2 separate regions of the Zea mays genome follow, and region 2 is linked to region 1. A link is a contact called in public Hi-C data. All regions are on one chromosome and are shown on one strand. Each heading gives the region's core, a stretch centred on a gene start, on an enhancer-like site or on the middle of the called end of the contact. The rest is flanking DNA. Distances are from core to core; before and after follow the strand shown.

Region 1 (5,655 bases), core at 1,430-3,929:
GAAGCTGTTCGTCAATCACGCAGCAGGCCCCTACCTGGCGCGCCAACTGTCGGCGTTTCGACCCCGGGGGGTCCCTGGACCGACGAGTAAATTGTCGCTGTGTGTCCCAGCCCAGATGGGTCGGCGCGAGACGAAGCACGAAGGGGGGAAGAAACAGGCAAAGGGGAAACCCGTGGCCTTCGTGTTGCCCTGCGCCCAGGTCGGGTGCGCTTGCAGTAGGGGGTTACAAGCGTTCGCGTAAGAGAGCCTTACGCGTCGACCCGTTCTCCCGCACGGCCAACCTTCTCGTACGAGAGCCCTGGACCTTCCTTTTATAGGTGTAAGGAGAAGGTCTAGGTGTACAATGGGGGGTGTAGCAGTGTGCTAACGTGTCTAGCAGAGAGGAGCTAGAGCCCTAAGTACATGTTGTCGTGGCAGTCGGAGAGGTTTTGGCACCCTGTTCATGTGATGTCGTGGCCGTCGGAGGAGAGCTGGAGCCCTGCGGAAGGACAGCTGTCGGGGCTGTCGAATCCTTGCTGACGTCTCCTTGCTTCCGTAAGGGGCTGAGCGCCGCCGTCGTCATGGGGCACGCGGGGCGCCATCATTATTTGTTTACCGGGGCGAGCCAGATGGGACGCCAGTCTTGTTCCCCGTAGCCTGAGCTAGCTAGGGGTAGGGTAATGATGCCCCCCCCCGTGACGTGGTCGGTCCGAGCCCTAGGTCGGGCGAGGTGGAGGCTCCTCCGAGGTCGAGGTCGAGTCCGTCTTCCGAGTCGAGGCTGAGTCCGTCCCCTGGGGTCGGGCGAGGCGGAGTCCGTCTTCCGAGGTCGAGGTCGAGTCCGAGCCCTGGGTCGGGCGAGGCGGAGTTCGTCGTCTTCCGGAGCCGAGGCTGAGTCCGAGCCCTGGGGTCGGGCGAGGCGGAGTCCGTCGTCCAGCGTCGAGGTTGAGCCCGAGCCCTGGGGTCGGGCGAGGCGGAGTCCGTCGTCCAACGTCGAGGTTGAGCCCGAGCCCTGGGGTCGGGCGAGGCGGAGCTTCCTATGGCGCCCGAGGCTGAACTTAGCTGCTGTCAGCCTCACTCTGTCGAGTGGCACAACAGTCGGAGCGACGCAGGCGACGCTGTTTTCTTGTCAGGTCGGTCAGTGGAGCGGCGAAGTGACTGCGGTCACTTCGGCTCTGTCGACTGAAGAGCGCGCGTCAGGATAAGGTGTCAGGCGATCCTTGCATTAAATGCTCCTGCGATACGGTCGGTTGGCGTGGCGATCTGGCCAAGGTTGCTTCTCTGCGAAGACTGGGCCTCGGGCGAGCCGAAGGTGTGTCCGTTGCTTGAGGGGGCCCTCGGGCGAGACGTGAATCCTCCGGGGTCGGCTGCCTTTGCCCGAGGCTGGGCTCGGGCGAGGCGAGATCGTGTCCCTTGAGTGGACTGAGCCTTGACCTTAATCGCGCCCATCAGGCCTTTGCAGCTTTGTGCTGATGGGGGTTATCAGCTGAGATTAGGAGTCCTGGGGGTACCCCTAATTATGGTCCCCGACACTTCTCATCCCTGGCAGCAGTGGACTATGCCACACAGGGGAATATGACAGGAGGGGCCCAGCCTCGGGAGGTGCCGCGCACGACGGGGGTCACCTTGCTCCGTCTTTGCCTGTGATGGGAACGACAAACCCTAGTGAGGCAATGCGAGGCGAGTGAGTGGCACGATTAGGAGCAAAGTCGTGGACGCTAGGGCTTGGACTCGGAAAGGCTGCCACGCCGGCAAATCTCGGCGATGCGAAGGAGGGCGAGGAGGCGGAGCACGGAGAGAAGGTCCTGAAAGCAAATGCGCGAGGCAAGCCCAAGACGGCGGAGGCGGAAGAGAAGAGGCGTGAATGGCAGGTTAATTTCCTAAGAGTTTGAGTTTTTTTTTGCAAAACACATCCGCCAAACACGGGCGTGCGAGTAAACCATGTTAGGTTTTAATAACTTTGATTTGATTGTTACCGGTAACAAGGCACCTATGATGATTTTTATAATATCAAGACTTCTCGGTTCAGTCTGAGTGTTTTGAATGTGTTGAAAAGTGAGTCATCATATTACTTTTCAAAATACATGTCTGTGTGAAAATTTAAGATCTAGATAGCATTGCAGAAAACTGTAACGCCCCGTTTGGATTACTGGAATTGAATTCTATTCCAATAATAATAATTTAGGCATATATCAATTAAGATAATTCGTTTTTATATAAAATATATTTGTATACTATTATTAGCAAGATGTCCTACATATTTATGTGCTACATTTTTACTATAGAGGAGTGGAACGAAGAATGTCATGTAAGTTACAGAGTAGAAACAAATTCTACTCATGTATAAAATCATTTCCTATCCTCCACCCTATGAATTTGAGATAAGCTTATATCTGAACTTTGGAAAGTGGTGGAATACCAAATTCTAAACTAAATAAGTTGCTTTATTGAGTGAATTCCAATTCTTTTAAAATGAAGGATCCAAACGTCCTGGTTGCAAGCTAGTTATGCTCACATTCACCGGTCACCACAGATCGCGCCCCGACTCACGACTGGCTCGTTTATAACTCAAGCGGACTTTGTATCGAGCTAGGCATGAAACACGCGCCGCCGGTCGGCTCGAGTTAGCGGCTGAGCTCAAGCTGGGAACTAGGCTCCCTCGACCTCGGCTCGTCGACAGCCGAACCCATCGTCTCACGGACGCCGAACCCAGAAGCCGCCGACCCCTTTCCCGCCGCACGGATCCAAAACCCTAGCCCCTCCTCGGCGTTTTTCCCCTCCCGGCGACGGCGAGGCGGCGGAGATGATGCGGCAGCAGCAGCAGCAGCTTCCACCTCCGCCGCAGCACCCGCCGCCCCAAGCCTCCTCCGCCGCCGGTGGCGGCGGCGGTGGCGAGTTCTACCGCGGCCCGCCGATGCGGCAGCTGTCCGCGGCGTCCTCCACCAATCTCCCGCCCGACTACGCCGCACACCCGGCCCCCCCGTCACAGCAGCAGCATCAGCCTCCTTACGACGGTAACAGCTAAACATTTCATTCACTGGTAGTCGTTGTTCCCTCCATTCTAGGGTCAGGGGAAGAGTAGGTAGATACCTATATTAGGTCGCAGGTATTGCCTTATTACTGCCAGTCCGTATAAACTCAAGAGTGTGAGATCAACTGCCACTTAAAAGTTAAACATACCGGGAGTTTCTTGAGATTTAACTGTAGACTTCTTGGTCCACCTTTGCATATCATAACTACACAAATCACATTGTAATTTTGATTCTCTGCAGCTTATGGTGACAGTTTTGGTGCTAAAAGGATGCGGAAGCCTGTCCAGCGACGAACAGTGGACTACACAAGCAGTGTTGTCCGTTATGTTCAGGTTGTTTGGATTGCTATTTTTTTGTTTGGATATCCATAATCATACAGAGTTTATTTCGGAGGACTCTGGACTTTGATCCTTTAAAGTTTATATTTTTTCTGTTTCTGTTTATATCTTAGTTTGAATTTGTAATGCATGCTTATCATCTGTTACATGCAGTTTCCATCCCATCAGTAGTGCTGATTTCCACTATGTACAATTGCAGGCTCGCATGTGGCAGCGGGACGCTAGGGATAGATTCACATTGCAGCCAACTCCAGCAGCTGTCCTGGATGTATGTTCCTTCACTCGTAATATGTTAAAAAAATGGAGCGGCAGTTGCCTATGCTATGAGTATTGATTGGTTTAAGCTTTAGAAGATAGTACCTATGTTTGATAAATACCTTCATCTGTATGAAATCACGAGCAATCAGATGTTATACGAAATTCTTACGGATTGAAGTGTTAAATGTGAATCTAGCATACAATGGACACAATACTATTGTGCACCATAATAGTGAAGTTCGACAAAAAGTGCATACGAATAATTATCATGCTAGTAATTCTTCAATTAATCTTAACATGGATAGTTACTCTATGTTAGTATGTTATGCAGAAAATCCCGTTAATCCTAATAACCAATCAAAGATCTTGATGACTAGTTCTTGTTACAAACTTATTTTGATAGCTTTAACGAATTGCAGATGTTACCTTCTGTCGCATATCCAGACAATCCCTCAACAAGTTTTGCTGCCAAATTTGTACATTCGTCAATCAATAAGAACCGGTGCTCTATTAATCGTGTCTTGGTGAGTAACTGAGTATTGTAACCTATTTTTCTGCTTTCTCAATAATCCACATTGAACATTTCGCTGTTATGTACTTGTATTCTCAGAAGTCAAGCAACAGCTTGCTGTTGGTTATACATAAATCCAATTAGCAATACCAAGCGATTATACATAAATGCAATTAGCAACACCAAGGGGAAAAATTAGAGTAGACAGTAGAGATACACCATAGAAGAAACTTGAGCTAAGAGAGGGTCTGAGAGACACATTTATCCTACGTGATTGCAGCAAAATACCATCCTTGAAGCCTTTCTTCCACTTACTGAAATCTGATTGCTTTCCTTCAAAACTATTATTGTTTCCTGACCGCGAAGCTAGCTCTATCAGGATTTCTATGAAATGTAATTCATCTCTAGGTGTATATTTCAACCATATGGATTATGGATTACTATTGTGAAGTTGTTATTTTTAAAAGCCTGTAACTGCTTACAGTTGGATAAATATGCTCATTGATATGCCATTCATGATTAACAATAATACAATATTAGAATCTACCACTTATATCCTGGGCTGATCACTAGTCAGAATTTCAAAATTTGCAATGCTACATGCAAATTACTATTGCATTTTGGTAAATTCATCCAAGCCTTGCCTTGTGATCTTGGTAAAAACTGCTACAAATGAGCATTTATTCTTTTATGCATTAGTACACTCAATGATTTCAAGTCGAGCGACTTGCTAGTCGACACACCTGGGCGACTAGGCGACTAATCGCGATTAGGACGACGACTAGGTCGACTAATCGTGGCTAAGGCAGCAGCAGATTGAAGAGGGGATTCAAGAGGGGGGGACAGATCAAGAGAAAGGTGCAGAGGGGATTCAAGAGGGGGGACAGATCAAAAGAAAGGTGCAGTGATTGAAGTTACCGTCGGTTGATGTACTCATCTTGGTGCTAATGGCTGCTGGGCCGCCGCCGCTGCAGACTGCTGTTGGGCCGCCGCCGTCGAGGACGGTGAGCTGCTGACGCCGAGGAGGAAGGTGCAGGGCTGCCGCCACCGAGGAAAAGGGTGAGCAGGTGAGCACATTGAGGAACAAGGAGGGGGCAGAGGGTACCCACCGGTGTTGCACAGGGAGAGGTGAGCCGCCGCACAGGCACAGCCACCTGAACAGGAGAGAAGAGCAAAAAGCCACCGGAACAGGAGAGGAGAAGGTGACCTAAACCCTAACGTGTGTTTTACTGTTACACTAATGGGCCCAGCCGTCCAGCCCATATCCCAAACAGGCCGAAACAGGAGCCCTGGAAAATTAATCGTCCCGACCTAAACTGGACGACTAATCGTGTTTAGTCGACGACTAATCGGACGACCGGACGATTAGTCGAGCTGATCGGGTCGGCCTCCCTAGTCGTGTTAACAGGACCGACTAGTCCGACTAATCGCGACTAATCGCGATTAGTCGGACGACTTGAAATCACTGAGTACACTACAAACCAGGTAAATATTGTCAAGAAACTGTGCTGTCTTATTAATTTTGTCTATTTTAGTTTGT
Region 2 (6,011 bases), core at 872-3,371, 240 kb before region 1:
GCACCAGTGTATAAGGTATAAGTAACCTAACCTACCAACTTCCAAGATACATAGCAACTTTGAAGGATTAAAAATAAACACCACAGCAGTGAGCAGTCACGCGAGAATCAAATGGCAAAAGCACACTCACAGAAAAGGGAGTGTTATATTGTTGCCCAAGGGCATCTCCTCCAGCAGCTATCTGAACCCCAGGAGTGGCATGGATAAATGCTGGGCTTGACGGTGCTGGTGACCAAGATGCAGGATTCACTGATATAAATCCTATTACAAAGTCAGGATGTTGCTCGGCAATCTTTACAGCCGCAGCAGTGTAGTCTCCATAAGCAAGGTTGCCAGCTGAGCTCATTTCAGCAAGCAAAAGTAGGCCCCTTCCTTTAGGCAAACCCTTCAATGCCAGAAGACAACAGTGACTGTGAGCAACGCAATGCATGAGCTATTAGCAGCTGCAAATTAACTATTATCTTTAACTCAGTAATTGTGTAAGACCTATGCATATATGTCATGAAATACCTTGAGCTTCAAGCCATCTACAATCCCAGGTCCAGGAACTATATGCGCATTAATAATATCCGCCCAGTCTAAGATGCGGAATATACCTCTGAACCGAAGTAAAGAAAATGCCAACTATGTCACACAAATGTATGTATAAGAAGGAAAATAAATTAAATAGTTATAGTTCCTTTTTCTCACCCTTCAGATTGCATAGTTACTGTGTTCCCAATGTCAGCAAACTTGCGGTCTTCAAAGATCAGAAAGTTGTGCTTCCCAGCAATCTTCAATTGAAAGTTAAGAATCAGCACAATACTGAATCAGCTATGCGGTAACCAGATGCAGAGTATAACTTCAGCAATCGGAACAGGAATACACAAAACGCCTCTAGTAATGAATAAAATAAAATCAAGCTAAAAGAACCAAGTAAATTGGCCTGGTATAGGGATTTTGCCTTTCATTTATGGACAACCCATTCCGATTACACATAATGATACTGTGTATACATGATAATGAAAGCACCGACATCTGATTTGAAACAAAGTACAACTTCAGGACTCTAACTGGGCGATTATGGACACTGACATCCTTATGATCAGTAACACTACAACAAAAAGATAAGGAAACTGCTGTCAGAAGAGAACATACTGTGCGAAGGTTGGCCCCAAAATCTGGTGTAAAATCAGACAAGATATCAACATGTGTTTTCAGCATACAAATCTCTGGACCAACCTAAACAAGTGGGGCAAACAAATCAAAACAATGTTAGCAAATAGTAGGAGAGCATCGCAAATACACAATAACTAGTAGCATATATATGTGTGTATACATACCTTGTCAGCAAGCTCAAGTAGCTCCTTGGCTGTCCCAACATCAGCCGCGACACACAAGTTGCTCTGCTTCGCCTCCATCACCTCGAACAACCTCCTCCCCATGGGGTTCGTGGCCAACCCCGCCCTCTCCGCAAACGACTTCCTCCGAGCAGTAGCCGACGGCTTGGGTGGCCCAGCAGGCACCCCGGGCACCGCCACCTTCCTGTTGGCTTGGAGGAACCGCCTGACCTCCGCGATCTTCTCCTCGCCGACCTTCCCGTGCCTCGCCAGCACGGCGAGCATCTCCGTGAGGGTCATGAGCGAGTGCAGCGCGACCCCGCTAGCGGCGAGGTTCTCGCGCCCACCTTGCTCGCGGTCGATGACGACGACGGCGTCGGCGACCACGAGCCCCTCGGCGCGGAGCGGGGCGACGGTCTCGAGCACGGAGGCGCCGCTGGTAACGAGGTCCTCGACGATGAGCACGGTCTGGGCGGCGCGGAAGGCGCCCTCGACGCGCTTGGTGTCGTAGCGGCTGAGCAGCATGGGCACGGAGGCGGCGACGGAGAGCGCGGCCGCGAAGGGCAGCGCTGTGTAGGGCACGCCGCAGAGAAGGTCGTAGGGGCGCGTGGCCGGGAGCGCGCCGAGGAGGGACGCGACGGAGGCGAGCAGGCGCGGGTGGGAGACGAGCACGCGCAGGTCCAGGTAGATCGGGGAGGTGATCCCGGACTTGAGCACGAAGGTGCCCAGCTTCACGGCCTCCACCGCGTGCAGGTCCAGGATCAGCGCCTCCTTCGCGGCGGCGTCCATGGTGTTGGTGGGCGGCGTGTGTGTAGTGGCCGACTGTGCTGCGCGAACGGGGGAGAAAAGTTCTTGACTCGACATTTTTCTCTGTGGAAATGAGTACGTGTAGAAATGCTCTTCTACCAACACACACAAGCCGACAACCAAGCTAGCTTGTGCTCGTCGGTCGTCGCGATCGCGATTGTCCGAGTCACCAGAGAGAAAGCGTCCCGGAGAAGATTGATGCCCGCCCACACCGGAGCGGCAGAATGCGCCAACGGCAGAAAACTTGCCACCAGCACGTGGAAATTTTTTGCAGCGGAATCTGGACGAGGCGGCATGGCAAGCCCCAAGGCGCAAGCTGCGGCAAGCAATCGCGGCGGCAGTGGCTACCGACCAGCATTGTCACCAAACAAGCACGGAGTTGGGGCAAGTGAAATTACGCGGAGGCCACTTCACCCCGAGAGAAATCTAAACCCAGGGTGTAGAGATGTTATTCGGAAGAACACGTGGAGGAGTCGTACGATTCTCAACATCGACAGCATCAGGAGCTAACCTAAGAGGAGTGCCAATAAGACACAGCCATTACAACTCGTCGGATTCATTGCATACACCATCTTATTATGGATAACCGTATACGTTGATTTTATCTAAGTATACGTTTGTTTGCCTACTTGTTGTAGACATAAGCTACATGAACGATAATGGAGCATGCTCTGGATGAATCTCCTCTACAATGATTCTGATTGCATACAGTTAGGTCCTCACAATTGTAAGATCTTGTTGGGATATTCTCATTTCACATGGAATTGCTAGGGATTTGAACTCACTCAATCACGTTCAATTAAGATGAACAAATTAGCCATAAGTAGGGACCTTTCCATGTTAGACATTGTTCGGTTATTACTATCCCATATATATTGGATGTGATTGAAAAAATTTATGAAAGATTTTGACTTGTTCGAGATTAAAACCCACTCAATTCATATTTAATCTCACTCAATCCATATGGATTGAGATCAAAACGAACATGCCCTTGTTATGCCAATTGCCTGGATTTGCCCTTATTATGCTTGGAATGCTCACGGCGCCCTCCTCATAGCAAGCTGTTCTTGTATGCCTGCCACCCTTGCACCCGGTACTCACATGCCGTCTTCAAAGGATCGCTCGCCTTTATAATCCCGCGCCCAACTATGATTATGTCACTGCCCCTGTAATTTATCACCTGAATCGCAAATCGATATGTATCATATCAATGGAATGTGATCGTGGTGGGGGGTAAGTGATCAAACTCTCATAAGCACTGGTATATAACAAACTAATGGCTAGTTTGGCAACCCCGTTTTTCCAAAGATTTTCATTTTTCCAGGAGAAATTAGTTCATTTTCCCTTGAAAGAAAATAAGAATTCCTCAGGAAAATGGAGTTGCCAAACTAGCCCTAAAAACATTAAGATGTACCAATAAACACCAATATTCCAACGGCCACACAAACAAACAGTACATGCACAGTTGTACTTACAGACTCAGGATTGTTGTATTGTTGCCCAAGATCATCTCCTCCAGCGGCCATCTGAACTCCAGGTGTGGCATGGATAAACGCCGGGCTTGATGGTGTTACTGACCAAGATGCGGGATTAACTGATATAAATCCCATCACAAAGTCAGAATGTTGCTCAGCGATCTTTACAGCAGCAGCAGTGTAATCTCCATGAGCAAGATTGCCGGCAGAGCTCATCTCAGCGAGCAGAAGTAGCCCTCTTCCTTTAGGCGAACCCTTCAAGGCCAGAACACGACAGTTGGTGTGAGTACCATGATTCATTAGCTATTTTTATATGCAAAAGCAACTTATTCAAGTCAGTATTAATAGTTGCCATGCAAGTACATGAAGCATAAGATACCTTCAACTTCAAGCCATCTACGATTCCAGGTCCAGGAACTATATGCGCATTAACAATATCAGCCCAGTCCAATATGCGGAATATTCCACTGAACCAAAGCAGGGGGGGGGGGGGGGGGGAATCATAGTGCACAAATATAAAGATACAACATAGAAGTGACCATGTAGATACTAAACTTCTTTTCTTACCCTTCATATTGCATGGTTACTGTATTCCCAATGTCAGCAAACTTGCGGTCTTCGAAGATCAAAAAGTTGTGCTTCTCAGCAATCTTCAACAAAATGTTAGGAACCAATTAAATATAGAGACGTGTAAAAGGCAAGCCAGGTAATGATTTAAGCATCTTATATAGCAACTTCTCATTACTACGACAGAAAATACCTCTGGTAGTTTTCAAACAAAATATGGTTTAGGAAATTCTGACATTGTCTTGGTATAGGTAAATGGTTCCCAAAGTGAAAGTATTAAAGGAATACAGAAACCATGACAGGGAGAGTGGGAGACAACGAATGGATCAAAGAAACTTCTAGCCACAGCAAAAAATAAACTTACTCCCTATGGCTTTGTCATATGACAAAGTTCTCTAGCTTTGATCAAGCTTTTAGAAAAATATATTAGCATATATAAGTTCAAATAAACTAAATATCAAAACATGTTTAATTTTATGAAGTAATTAGATATTTTAGATGTTGGAAAATTTTCTATAAGCTATGTCAAAGTTAGAGAAGTTTGACTTAGGACAAATCCAAAATAAACTATAATTTAGAACGGAGGGAGTACTACCTATACAACCATATCAGCAGAGACATTGTATTCTGCTGATAGATGCTTTGACACTCTGGCCAGCCAGTGGCGCCACACAAGACACTTACAGCGTGTTTGGTTTGCAGCACGGCATGGATCCAGAGTGATCCGAACCTGTATCCGAGCCTACAAAATCGTTTGGATAGCGTCACGGAGTCTACCCATCCGTCATCCACTCGTTCCAAAATACAGCAGAACCCTAGCAGCGACTCATTCCTCCAAATCAACCGGATGAGCTCACTCCGGTTCGCATCTCGCACTGGGGCGGCGGCGAGGCAGCTCTGAGGGGATCTCTCGGCGGCGACGACGCGGCGACAGCGACCGCCGGGCTCGAGGTACTCACCTAACCGCCGCTCCTCACACTACCAGATCTAGGCGTCGCACCTCAGGATTCGCACGGAGTGAACAAGGCTGAGCGTCGCCTCATTCCAACTTCTGATCCCCAACAGAAAGCGGAGCCAGGACCGGGAGCTGGAGCAGTTGTCTTCCCCCCTCGTCTCCGTCAACTGGTGAGCTCCCTCCTCTACCTCCTCTCCCTGCTCTTCGCCCTCGCTTCTTCCTCCCCGGGCGGCCATCAGTTCCGGCGCGGCAGCTGGGAGCCCTGCTTTCTCGACTCTGTTTCTCGAGCACCTTCTTGAACCAGCCGATCTGCACGCCGGTACCCCAGCCGCTGTCCGATCTGCATACAGTCCTTCGTGCACGCCGGTACCCCAGCCGCTGTCCGATCTGCATACAGTCCTTCGGGAACCAGCCGATCTGTATACAGTCATCAGTGGGCAGTGGTTTCTTTTCAGCTCTCGGTATCTCAACCCAAGTCATCAGTGGGCAGTGGTTTCTTTTCAGTTAGCCACATCATCATATAGTGGATTAAGATTAACCTACAACACATTCCTGAGAGTTCTTCGTGGACTGTATACTTTTGTTCCTGGAGATTGTATTTTCTATTCCTGAGAGTGGGCAGTGGTTTCTTTTCAGTTAGCCACATCATCACATAGTGGATTAAGTCTAATCTGGCTTTTTAATTCTGCAAACCGAAGCATCTGATAGAGTGAGGACAATCATTCTACTTGTTTGGGGCAAATAAATTAGAGTCAATAAATTATGTTGGTTCATCCGGTTTTCTTGTGTTGTCTGTTTTCTTGTACTGCTAGGTGGCTCAAATGGTTGGTTCATTCGATTGGTTGTGTGTGATGTCACAGTGGAATCATAAAATTGTCGTCTATGGTG

What was found. A called contact is a pair of places that touch in the nucleus more often than the background predicts.
Region 2: a Hi-C map of ear shows a contact between it and region 1, with 4 times the contacts expected there. The contact joins the promoter of LOC100382013 here to the promoter of LOC100381986 in region 1. A contact is called at or near these places in 4 of 25 Hi-C or Micro-C datasets (ear, endosperm, leaf and 1 more).

What each region holds. Positions count from the first base shown.
Region 1 is chr3:151,285,322-151,290,976 of Zm-B73-REFERENCE-NAM-5.0, forward strand. LOC100381986 (WD repeat-containing protein 33) reads left to right here and starts at 2,680. Exons shown (of 18, transcript NM_001174756.1): 1 at 2,680-2,990; 2 at 3,249-3,340; 3 at 3,546-3,614; 4 at 4,024-4,128. The coding sequence starts at 2,780.
Region 2 is chr3:151,045,112-151,051,122 of Zm-B73-REFERENCE-NAM-5.0, forward strand. It overlaps LOC100382013, which reads right to left and starts at 2,122. Exons shown (of 6, transcript NM_001174779.1): 1 at 1,323-2,122; 2 at 1,138-1,221; 3 at 691-773; 4 at 511-598; 5 at 131-385. The coding sequence starts at 2,108. It overlaps LOC732794, which reads right to left. Exons shown (of 7, transcript NM_001112411.1): 4 at 4,169-4,251; 5 at 3,981-4,068; 6 at 3,602-3,856; 7 at 2,982-3,306. The coding sequence ends at 3,178. It overlaps LOC103650735, which reads left to right and starts at 5,262. Exons shown (of 3, transcript XM_035966334.1): 1 at 5,262-5,293.